3 separate regions of the Macaca mulatta genome follow, and all the other regions are linked to region 3. A link is a contact called in public Hi-C data. All regions are on one chromosome and are shown on one strand. Each heading gives the region's core, a stretch centred on a gene start, on an enhancer-like site or on the middle of the called end of the contact. The rest is flanking DNA. Distances are from core to core; before and after follow the strand shown.

Region 1 (4,108 bases), core at 101-2,600, 140 kb before region 3:
AGGAAGGGCCTGCGCGTCCCAGGCCCCTTCGCTTCCCTTTCTGCTGCGCGACCTCCCTGGCCCCTCTGAGATCTCCACGGCGACGCCGCGCGCGCCCCACAACAGGAAAGCCTTAGGCGGCGCGGCTTGGCGCTTGGAGACTTCAGAGTCCCCAGCCTCGACGTGGTGGATGTCGAGTCTTGGGGTCACACGCACAGGCGGTGGCCAAGCAAACACCCACTCATATTTAATGCACGCGCCTGGGTTGCGGGAGCCTCGCGCGGAGGGCAAGGGTTCGAGCACCCCCTCTCCCTGCCTCACCTCGGAGCCTGGGGGCTGCCTTGTTTCCCAGCTGCAGGAAGGGGTTCGAGCGCCCCTTCTCCCTGCCTCGCCTCGGCGCCTGGGGGCTGCAGCCTCAGTTTCCCAGCGACAGGTAGGGGTTTCGAGCGCCCCCCTCTCCTCCCTCGTCAAGATCCAAGCTAGCCGCCTCAGTTTCCCCGCGGAGCCTGGGACGCCAGCGGAAGGGCTCGGCGCGTGGGGATCACGCAGCTTCCTTCCTTTTTCTGGGAGCTGTAAAGACCCTCCCGCGGCCAAGGCCGAAAGGGGAAGCGAGGAGGCCGCGGGGGTGTGAGTGCCCACGGGTGTAGAGGGAGGACACCGATTTCCCCGGACGTGGTGAGACCGCGCATCGTCACTCCCACGGTTCGCGTTAGCCGGGAGGTGCCTGGCTCTGCTCTGGCCGCTTCTTGAGAAATGCCCGTGTTAGCTGGGTGGGGACGTGACCCTAGGGGGAGGGGCACCCCTCAGTGGAGGGAGCCCGGGGAGGATTCCTGGTCCCCCACCCAGGCAAGGGGCTCATCCACTCGATTAAAGAGGCCTGCGTAAACTGGAGAGAGAGGACTTGAGTTCGGATCCCTTCGCAGCCTGGAGTCTCAGTTTACTGCTTTGTGAAATGGACACAGTAACAGTCCCCACTCTCCGGGGTAGTTGGCAGTATTTAACAGTACTTAATAAACCGCTTAGCGCGGTGTAGACCGTGATTCAAGCTTAGCCTGGCCGGGGAACGGGAGGCGTGTGGACCGGGAGCAGCCCCCGGGGTCATCGCCCCGCCACCGCCGCCCGATTGCTTTAGCTCGGAAATTCCGGAGCTGCAGCGGCCAGAGAGGGAGGACGACCCTGCTCGGCCCTGGCACCCTCTCAGTCCGGAAATACAGCAGCATTTGTTCCGGAGGGGAAGGCGCGAGGTTTCCGGGAAAGCAGCACCGCCCCTTAGCCCCCAGGTGGCTAGCTCTATAAAGGACCTCGCGCCCCACTGCGTCCCACTCGACGCTGAGCTCCTCTGCTACTCAGAGCTGCAACCTCGGCCTCGCTATGGCTCCCAGCGGCCCCCAGCCCGCGCTGCCCATACTCGTGGTCCTGCTCGGGGCTCTGCTCCTAGGTGAGTCAGGGGTGGGGATTGCCATCGGGCCAGCTCCGCAAAACTCCGGGAGGACCGGTTCCCAGGTCAGGTCATGCATACTTAGGTAGCTGTTTATGGGAAGGTGGGCTAGAGACAGCGATTGAAAGGCAACAGTCAGTGGGTTCGAATCCAGACCCTGCATCACCTCCACGTGTGGCCTCGGGCTATACATTGCAGCTTTGAAAAAGGGGGTTGGAGATGGAGGGGAGGGGCAGACCTCATTTTGTTGCCCAGGCCGGTCTTGAACTCCTGGGCTCTTGTGTGAGCCACCGCCTTGCTTGGCTAGATTGGGCCTCTTAAACTTCAGTTTCTCAGCTGTAAAACGGGAAACGTCATAGCAGCCACCTGGCAGGGTATCTTGGCCCAGCACAGCACCTGGCCCCAGGACTCAATCATGATGGTTTGGGAACTTGGCTGTGTGCCAACCCAACAAGGCTTAAGGGACCCCCACCCACTTCAAGATGTATATTCTGTTCCTCATCCTCTCTGCCCCTGGGGAAGTCCAGGGCTGCTTCTACTCAGGGGAATTCCAGAGCTGACTTATCCGTGGCCCAAGGCTGAGAAGTGGGAGGCGCCAGCACACCCTCCCCCAGCTCCAGCCTAGCTAGGACAGAGGGAAGGGGTCAGAGGATCTTTCCGGGTGGTGTAAGTTTGGGGAACCAGGAAGGTGGGAGATTGACAGCTTGGTTAACAGCTCAACAAAGCCTCAGATCCAGGCCAGCGTGGTGGTTCATGCCTGTAATCCTGACACTTTAGGAGGCCCAGACTGGTGAATCACTTAAGGTCAGGAGTTGGAGACCAGCCTGGCCAACATGGTCTCTACTAAAGCCCGTCTCTACTAAAAATACAAAAATTAGCTGGCATGGCGGTGGGCACCCGTGATCCCAGCTACTCGGGAAGCTGAGGCAGGAAAATCCCTTAAACCCAGGAGGCGGAGGTTGCAGTGAGCTGAGATGGTGCCACTGCACTCCAGCCTGGGAGACATAGAGAGATTTGGTCTCAAAAAACAAAGCGTTCTGATCCAGACTCAGACCCAGATCACACTGCTTTCTAACTGAGTAACCATTTCCCTTTATGAAATGGGAATGGTCCCAGAATCTCCCTTGGAAAATATATGGAGTCAATGTTCTCACACCCCCATCCAAGATAGAACAAATCCGAGACAAGAATCTTTGAAGTGGGGCAGTGCTGGGCTCAGACATTTTTTCCCACCTTCGGAGGCAGCAGAATCTGAGGGACCTAATACAAATAGGCCTGCCCTGCCGCCTGCCCTCCCTCCATCCCTCCCTCCCTCCCTCCCTTCCTTCTTTCCTTCCTTCCTTCCTTTTTTTGAGACGGAGTCTCACTCTGTCACCTAGGCTGGAGCGCAGTGGCGCGGTCTGGGCTCACTGCAACCTCTACCTCTCAGGTTCAAGCGATTCTTCTGCCTCAGCCTCCCTGAGTAGCTGGGACTACAGGCGTGTGCCACCACGCCCGGCTAATCACTGTGTTAGCCAGGATGGTCTTGATCTCCTGACCTCGTGATCTGCCCATCTCAGCCTCCCAAAGTGCTGGAATTACATGCATGAGCCACAGTGCCCACCGTGTAAGCCCCTTCTTTCTTTCTTTCTTTCTTTCTTTCTTTCTTTCTTTCTTTCTTTCTTTCTTTCTTTCTTTCTTTCTTTCTTTCTTTCTTTCTTTCTTTTTTTTATTTTGAGATGGAGTCTTGCTCATCCCGCAGGCTGGAGTGCAGTGGCACTATCTCGGCTCACTGCAAGCTTTGCCTCCTGGGTTCACGCCATTCTCCTGTCTCAGCCTCCGGAGTAGCTGGGACTACAGGCGCCCGCCACCACGCCCGGCTAATTTTTTTGTATTTTTAGCAAAGACAGGGTTTCACGGTGTTAGCCAGGATGGCCTTGATCTCCTGACCTCGTGATCCGCCCGCCTCGGCCTCCCAAAGTGCTGGGATTACAGGTGTGAGCCACCACTCCCGGCAGCCCCTTTCTTACCTGCCCTTACCTGCAAGATAGCCAGTTGCTACCTGCCCTGTGCTGAGTTACTTGTATTAGCAAGGAACAGGGTGGCTATACTCACACACCTTACAGATGGGGAAATTGAGGCCCAAAGAGGGGGAAGCTACGTGTCTCAGGGAGTGAGGAGCCAGTCTGATTCCTGGAGGGCTGACTCTCTCCACCTTACTTCTTGGGAGGGAGGAGGGCACCAACTTCACGTTAAAATCTGGTTGGACACAGTGACTCACACCTGTAATCCTGGCATTTTGGGAGGCTTAGGTGGGAGAATCGCTTGAGGCGAAGAGTTTGAGATCAGCCTTAGCAACATAGTGAGACCCCATGTCTACAAAAATGTTTTTCAAATATTAGCCAGGTATGGTGGTGTCCTGTAGTCCCAGCTACTTGGGAGGCTGAGGTGGGAGGATCACCTGAGCCCAGGAGTTCAAGGTTACAGTGAGCTATGATTGTATCACTGTATTCCAACCTGGGTGACAGAGGGAGACCTGTTAAAAAACCAAAAAAACCGATGGCTAAAATCCTCCCATGGCTCCCTATTGCCCTAAGTATAAAGAACACATGTGGCCGGGCACGGTGTCTCACACCTTGTAATCCCAGCACTTTGGGAGGCTGAGGTGGGCAGATCACTTGAGGCCAGGAGTTTGAAAGCAGCCTGGCCAAC
Region 2 (3,555 bases), core at 250-2,749, 160 kb after region 3:
AATTCCTGGCCTCAACTGACCCTCCCACCTCAGCCTCCCAAAGTGCCAGGATTAGATGCTTGAACCACCTGCCCAGCCTGGTGGAGTTGAAATCATTCAGTCAGCAATTCCCAAATTGAACAGTGCCAAGGACAAAGTCATTAACCCCACCACCAGGTAATAACCTAGGCTCTGCTAAGGACTTGTGACTTGTGAAGCAATTCATTCAACAGTCAAAACAGATGAATTGTGTAAACTGGGCAAGTCCCAATCTATCCTTAAAACAGCCCTGAGGGGCGATGCTACCGTTAGATACACTTTACAGACAGGAAAGGAGGCTCAGAGAAGTCAAGTCACTTCTCTGAATCCATTCAGGAAAGGACCCCGCATTCTGTTCCTGAGGAAGGAGAGGCTTAGACAGGAGTGGCCCCGGACCTGTTCTGTTATAGAAGGTGGCATCTTTCTGATAAATGCGGGGGTCCTTCTTCTTCAACAAGGAGAGCGTTTTGTAAAAGTCCCGCTCCTGCTGGGGGTCAAATTCCTAGGACGGGAAAAGGGTTGGGGATAGGTTTCAGAAGGGGGGTAATAAGAGCCCTGGCACCAGCCAAGTGAGCTCAGCAGTAGGGATTAGGATGGAGGGAGCGGGGATCTGGCTGGGGAAGAGAGGAAAGCGGTCAAACAGCAGGAGAGAGAGGGGACCTCTTGGGGTGGGCAGGGGCAGGCCACAGGTAGATACAGGATATGGGTAGAGAAAGATGGGGGCAAGGAGAAGGTAATTCCTGGGGAAGACAAGGACTTGACAAGGGGCAGGTGGGCCGAGGGCACAAGGGAGACAGTGGGGAGGGGCTGGGCCAGGCCGTACAGTGGGGCCAAGATCAGGGCTGATGTGAGAAGTTGGGCACCCCACGTGGCGCAAGGAGTACACTAAAAAATGGCTAGACTCGAGGATGAAAGGGGAAAGGGGGGTTCCTAGGGGACAGAGTCGCCCCACACATCAGAGTGGGCAGGTGGATGTTAGCAGGGGGGAGAAAATAAGGGGGATTTGGCTCTCCTAGGGAGAGGGAGGGCGCTGTCTGTCCCTCATGGGATGGGGAACGGGGGATGGACGCTCCCGCAGGGCGCTCTGGGGTCGGGGGTTGCCCCCCTGTCTACATCGGGGTCGGAGTGCAGTGGGGGGGCTTGGACGCCTCCGCACGTCCAGGACGGGGCGCGGACGCGCACCACGCGCTCGTCGCTGGAGTCCGACTCAGAGCTGGAGTCGCTGCCGCTGTCCCGGTCCCCGTAGCGATCCTTCACTGCGGGACACAGACGGGATGCCCCCCAGGTCAGCCGGCTGGACCAGCTCGACTCCCCACTTCCCAACCGCCCATCGCAAGCAGGCTCCCGCGCGCATGCGCCCCGGACTCACGCCGCTGCAGTTCCTCGCGCTCCCGGTAGCGGTTGTACCGCGCGGCAAACGCCGTGTTCACCCGCAGCTGCGACGACCCGCGCGGTTCCGGCATGGCGGCTCTGTGGCCCATTGCGCACGCGCATTGAGGACGCCCTGGACGGGGCGGGGCCGCCCTCGGTCCCGCCCGCATCCAATTTCAAAAGAGGCGGACCGCACCTAACCCCGCCCCTGGCTTTTCCGGGATCCCCTTCGCCTCATGACCGCAGTCACCGCCCACCGCTACGCCCCTGCGGGGAAGGCCGCGGCCACCGCCCACCCGCCCCACCCCCGGTGCTCCGGGCACCCAGCTGACATCTGGGGGCCCTTTCTCCACTCGCGGTTTCCTGCTTCCCTTCCGTTCCGACAGCGAAAACCGCTGCCCCACCCAGCTCACTCACCCTGGCGCCCTGGGAATTACTATTCTCTCCCCTCACCCACCGCATCCACGATCCCCGACCCCCGTCCTCATCCCCATCAACATCCGGGATGTGTAACTCTCCATCCCAGACTCAAAAATCTGAAGCCACCCGCGCTGTGATCATGCACAAGTCTTAATTTAATGGGTAAAAACATTAAATTATTACAACATTTTTTTCCAATAAAGCATAATAAATAGAATCCATTTCTTTTAAAACGCTGTACAAGAGACTGGAAAACAAGCTTCCAACAGAATATGAATAACTCATTCTACCTTCTTACTGATTTGGGACTCTCCCCCCACCCCCTGTGCCCGAAGCAACGTGCACACTTCAGGTCTCTGAGCACAGCCAGCCAAGGTCACCAGGTTCTACGCTCCCTGGAGGTGATTTCACTCTTAAACGCTCTGCCCTTGGGTCTTGTCTGAGGCCCCAACAGCCTGGGGCGCAGAAAAAACTGAACCGTTTAGGTGGCTGTGGCCTGCAGGAGCCCTTCTCTGTCCAACACACCAAAAGGAGTGAGAAAAACAAATGAGAAACGTCCCCCAAATACCCACACACCCCAAAAACCAACACCTATAAGCCACAAACTGGTGCTCCTCCCCTACTGCGGCAGCAGGCAGGAGAAACAAGAAGAGAAAGTGTTTCTTCCCCTCTCTTCTGATACATAACCCCACGGGGTTCTCTTCCTGGATAGAGTGACCCCAGATCACAGCGGGGCCACCATGTGCCCCTGCAGGATGTCCACGAGGTCCTGAGCCCCTCTCTGCAGTGCCAGTTCCAGGGGTGTGAGACCCCTGGCGTCCCTGCGATGGAGATCAGATTCAGCCGCCAGAAAGCTGACCACAGCAGTGTGACCCTCTTGCACCGCCAGATGGATAGGAAGTGCCCCGGTGCCATCAGGCGCGTTGACATCAGCCCCGTGCTCCACTAGGACCTTCAGGGTGTCCAGGAATCCAGTGCGGGCTGCGTCATGGACTGGACTGGTGCCGGAGGTGTCCTGGACATTGGGGCTGGCACCTTGCTTCAGCAACTCCAGGGCGATGGCGGTGCTGCCAAACATCATGACCTGTGTGAGGGACAGAGGATCAGGAGGTCCTCAAGGGAGGGGTTTCCAAAAAAGGGGTTACTGGCCGGGCGCGGTGGCTCACGCCTGTAATCCCAGCACTTTGGGAGGCCGAGGCGGGCGGATCACGAGGTCAGGAGATCGAGACCATCCTGGCTAACACGGTGAAACCCCGTCTCTACTAAAAATGCAAAAAATTAGCCGGGCGAGGCGGCGGGCGCCTGTAGTCCCAGCTACTCGGGAGGCTGAGGCAGGAGAATGGCGTGAACCCGGGAGGCGGAGTTTGCAGTGAGCCGAGATCGCGCCATTGCACTCCAGCCTGGGCGACTAAGCGAGACTCTGTCTCAAAAAAAATAAATAAATTAATTAATTAATTAAAAAAAAAGGGGTTACTGGAGAGAGAAGGGTCATCCAGAAAGAGGCATCTCCCCGGAACAGGAAATGCCAGAGGAGGGATCCTCTAGTGAACGGAGAAGCTGCATAAGCCCCCAGGGGACTGTTTGAGATGCAGAGAAAAAGTTCTCCTGGGAATAGGGACCCCCCCCAAAAGCTGGTCACTCCCTTAAGAATGAGACCCCCCAACCCAGAGAACAGCCCCCATGGAAACTTTCAAGGAACCTAAGACTCTCCCGCAAGGGACCAAAGACGCCCCCAGATATGGGCAA
Region 3 (3,842 bases), core at 117-2,616:
CTGGGCGACAAGAAGGAAACTCCATCTCAAAAAAAAAAAGAGTACAACAGACACTGATATGTGATTTGGGGTAGCAGGAGGTTAAACCTTTAAGTCTTAGTCACCCCATTGGCTTGTGAGCACTGAGGGGGTGGTAGGACATGGATCACTCAGACTTGGGATTCTGGGGTCTGGATTTGGGGGTTCTGTTGTGGTCCGATAGAAGAAGGGGTAGTGAATTTAGAATCAGACCAGGAGTCCCTGGAAAAGAGCAGGGACAATTTGGGTCACAGAGTAGCGATCAGGTTGGGGATACAAGGTGGGGTGGGTTTGGGGTCCTGGGCTTGAGTTAGGGGAGTTTCCAATGCTGGCCAAGGCTCATACAGGAAGCCAGTCTGGGAGGTGGGTGGTGACAGGGTCTGCAATACCAAGTAGGGGCAGGGGCTCTGGCTGGGCCGGAAGCCACGTGGGCAGGATTTCCTGGTCTAATGGGAAATGGGTCTACCCGAGGCCAAAGGAGAGGCTGGAATGTGAGGCTCTGTCGGGGTGGAGCTGGTAGTTAGATCCAGAGGGGAACCAGGTTCCACAACCGAAGTCCTCGGTGAGACTAAGGATCCTGAAGGGGGACGGCTCTACACTCTAGGAAGGGGGTCCCGGGTGTGGGCAGGGACAGGAATATCAGAGTAGCACAGAGTTCCTTGTACCGTTTAGAAAAGGAGTGGCGACTCCGGATCTGAATGGGAACCCCGGATCAAGATCCCGGAAAGTAGATCCCAGGACAGACCAAAGTATTGGGGGTCCAGACTACGGAGGTGGGGGAGGGCGACGTGAGATCCCAGATAGGGAGTGGATACCCGAATAGGATGAGGGATCATCTAGAAGAATTTGGGGACCAAACTTTGAGGCAGAGTTCTGGGTGTAAATGTTAACTCCGAACAGAATTAGGGAGACTCGTCTAAGGGAGTCCAGACTGAAGAAGTTCTAGGGGGTGAATAGGGAATCCCACGCAAAAATCGGAGCAGGGGGTTGGGGGGAGATCCCGAGCAAGGACTCAGGGTACCAGTGGTACTGGGGTCCTGGAGTTGAATCGAGGCTCCTGAAAGTCCAGACTGAGGGGGTGAGAATCCTAGGTGTGAACAGTGGGGTCCCTAGGCAGTATCGGGGACCACAACTCTGGAGCGGGGTCCGGGAGTGGGGAAAGGGATGGGCGCGCGCGCCTTACCTGATGCCGCCAGCGGAAGAGGCTGGCCGTGTCGATGTTGGGGTGCGTCTCGTCTTCATCATCAGACACCTCAATGTGGTCCCACACGCTGTAGTCCACCATCTTGCCTTGGCGGCCCAGCCCGCTACGGCTCGGTTGGCGGCGACGGCGGCGGCGCTGGAGACTTGGTGCGCGGAGCCCCGCCCCTTCCGCTTCCGCCCGAGTGCGGGGGAAACCCCGCCCATGCCTGACGTCACATCCCTAGTAACCGCGGCAGCGGCACTGGCTACCCATTCTGCCTTAAAGGGCCTTGCGCAAGCGTTCCAGTCCCCTGGAGTTCCCGCAGAGACTCCACCTTATCGGGCGCAGGGGCTCCGCTAGGTCTCCTGGGGGCATACGAGTGGGCACTTCAACTCCTAGCCCCCCTCATCTCCCGCCTCTCCACGGTGGGCGTTTGGGGTGGCAGGGAGAGGACGGTTGATGAGACTAAGAGGACTGTCCCCTCAGCTACGCCGCAGTGACGTCTGCAAGGGGTACGGACACGGCGGGAAGGCCCTCCCCCTGCCCTTCGTAAACGGGGACCTAAGCCTGCTCTGGAGAGGGGCGCCTGACGACTCCTGGGACTTTCTCAGCCCGAGGAGGACTGGACCTGCCCTGGGGGTGTCTAAATCGAGGGTGGTATGGCCCTCCCCTTGAGGGGTTAAACATAGAGGGGAGATTGTGGCTCTGCCTTGGGAGCCTTCTCCTCGTCCTCCAGCTCCGGCCATTAGCAGCAAGGACTCGCGCGCGCGCACATACACACACACACACACACACACACACACACTTTGGAATCACCCGGACCCCCCATAACGGGTCTCGGCGCCCCACCCCGCGTGACCGCTGGGTGTCGCTAGAGTCTAGCCTACGGCGCGTATTCCTGGTCCCGCGCTTGGTGGGGGAATCTTGGAGGGGTGGAAGGGGGCTTTCCTTTTCGTCACAGTCTGGGGTCACGCATAGTCCCTCCCCGTTTGTCTGGGGGTACCCTTCCTCCGCCGGGGCTCTAAGGACTCCATTACTCTAAGCATGCAGGGCCCTGGCCTCACACTTCCACGCATCCCAATCCGCGCTTTTATACCAGGATAATAGGCCGCGTTGCAGTCTCGGGCCAGGATTATTTTAGATTAAAGGGTGCTCCATCGGGGGTCAGGCTGGATAGGAGGAGCTCCAGCCACTCGGGTGAGGGGCGCCTCTTCCCAGTCTCCCCTGGAGCCGACGTCGCAGGCGGTGCCCGGAGAGAGCGAGCGAAAGTCTCCAGATGGGGGGAATTCCCCAGTGCATGGAGGGGGAGGGGCCATCGGACAAAAACGCCCTCCCGCTGCCGCCCCTCCCCCTCGCGCTTCATTCAAACCCGCGAGTGGGCGGCCAGGGGCGGAGGAGTCCCCATCTCCTCCCCCTCCCTCTTCACCTCTACCCTGGCAGTCCAGCACATCAGTGGCTGTCACGGCCCGGGCACGCGCGCGCACGGACCCACACCCCGGCGGCTCTCACAATCGCACACACACATACACACACACCAGCAAACAAAGGGTCTGGACACCCCCGTCCCCTCCCGCCCCCCAGGCCAGAGAGGGCGGGGCATCCCCTCCCCAGCCCCCCCGCAAGGTAAGCTTGGGGCTGCGAGCTGCGGTGGGGAGGGGGACCCGGTGCCATGGTGGGAGGGGGCCAGGACTGTAGGGAGTTCCCCGGCTCCCCAAGAAAGCCATACCCCCACCCCCACCGTATGCCCTTCAGGGCTTCGGCCCGGTCAGCAGCATGGGGGTGTTGGGAGAGAATCCGAGATGTCAGGGATTCCCGGATCGGCGCGGGGGTCTCTTCCTGGCTCTGGAGACTGGAGCTGCCCAGCTTCAGCAAAACAGCGTTCCCGGAGCCTCAGCTTCCAGAACCGGGGATAGGGCGCCGGAAGCTTCCCCATCAACGCCGAGCATTTCCTAATCTGCCAGCACAGCACCTCCAGCCCTGGGGACTGAGGAGAGAGACCCCTAAGTTGCTTTGCACTGTCGCTCTGTCCCCGGTCCCTACCCCACCCCCCATCGGTGCAAACCCTGCTATGTGTCTCCTGCCTGTGATGTGGATGGGGGGGGGTTGCGGGAATTGGGAACGTTTTTTGGGGCTACCCTTGCTTCTTCTGCTACATCCCATAACCACATAGCACTGAGCTGCGATGGGGCTTTGCCTTCCTGAGTCTCAATTTCCTCCTCTGCAAAGTGGGTAACGACACACACCTAGGATTCCGCGAAATCGTGCTCGCAGAGCCTGCTTTTGCGCCATCGTTTTGTTTATTAGCTCATTTTACATCTCTTTACCAAGTGTCTACTTACTATGTGCTGGGCACTGTGACCAGGCTTTGGGGCAGCAGCAACCAACCAACCCAGCAGGGGGCCCTGCTCCCGGCTAGTGAGGGAGCAGGATCCCTGTATAAACATACAGATCCCCACGGGTGATTTCCTACTGTGAAGACTAAAATTCCGTCCTTGGACAGAGAGAGCCTAGGGGTAAATGCACTCAAGATTAATGAGGGAGCTGGGCGCAGTGGCTCACGCTTATAATCCCAGCACTTTGGGAGGCCGAGGCGGGCGGATCACTTGAAGTCAGGAGTTCGAGACCAGCCTGGCCAATATGG

The links. Hi-C and Micro-C count contacts between places; a contact is called where the count stands out from the background.
Region 1: a Hi-C map of fetal cortical plate shows a contact between it and region 3, with 2.5 times the contacts expected there. The contact joins the promoter of ICAM1 here to the promoter of CDC37 in region 3. A contact is called at or near these places in 4 of 14 Hi-C or Micro-C datasets (CD4 T cells, cortical neurons, fetal cortex germinal zone and 1 more).
Region 2: a contact with region 3 is called in a Hi-C map of fetal cortex germinal zone, with 4 times the contacts expected there. The contact joins the promoter of KRI1 here to the promoter of CDC37 in region 3. A contact is called at or near these places in 3 of 14 Hi-C or Micro-C datasets (fetal cortex germinal zone, fetal cortical plate and liver).

Annotation. Positions count from the first base shown.
Region 1 is chr19:10,990,987-10,995,094 of T2T-MMU8v2.0, forward strand. It overlaps ICAM1 (intercellular adhesion molecule 1), which reads left to right and starts at 1,351. Exons shown (of 7, transcript NM_001047135.1): 1 at 1,351-1,417. The coding sequence starts at 1,351. LOC144336653 (a long non-coding RNA gene) reads right to left here and starts at 568. Exons shown (of 4, transcript XR_013408910.1): 1 at 301-568.
Region 2 is chr19:11,286,265-11,289,819 of T2T-MMU8v2.0, forward strand. It overlaps KRI1 (KRI1 homolog), which reads right to left and starts at 1,500. Exons shown (of 19, transcript XM_015122862.3): 1 at 1,388-1,500; 2 at 1,201-1,274; 3 at 415-520. The coding sequence starts at 1,499. CDKN2D (cyclin dependent kinase inhibitor 2D) reads right to left here. Exons shown (of 2, transcript NM_001266521.1): 2 at 1,997-2,893. The coding sequence ends at 2,534.
Region 3 is chr19:11,131,212-11,135,053 of T2T-MMU8v2.0, forward strand. CDC37 (cell division cycle 37, HSP90 cochaperone) reads right to left here and starts at 1,367. Exons shown (of 8, transcript XM_077977429.1): 1 at 1,202-1,367. The coding sequence starts at 1,303. It overlaps PDE4A (phosphodiesterase 4A), which reads left to right and starts at 2,563. Exons shown (of 17, transcript XM_028839945.2): 1 at 2,563-2,824. It overlaps LOC144336665 (a long non-coding RNA gene), which reads left to right. Exons shown (of 3, transcript XR_013408923.1): 3 at 1-19. LOC144336672 (a long non-coding RNA gene) reads right to left here. Exons shown (of 2, transcript XR_013408930.1): 2 at 2,707-3,723.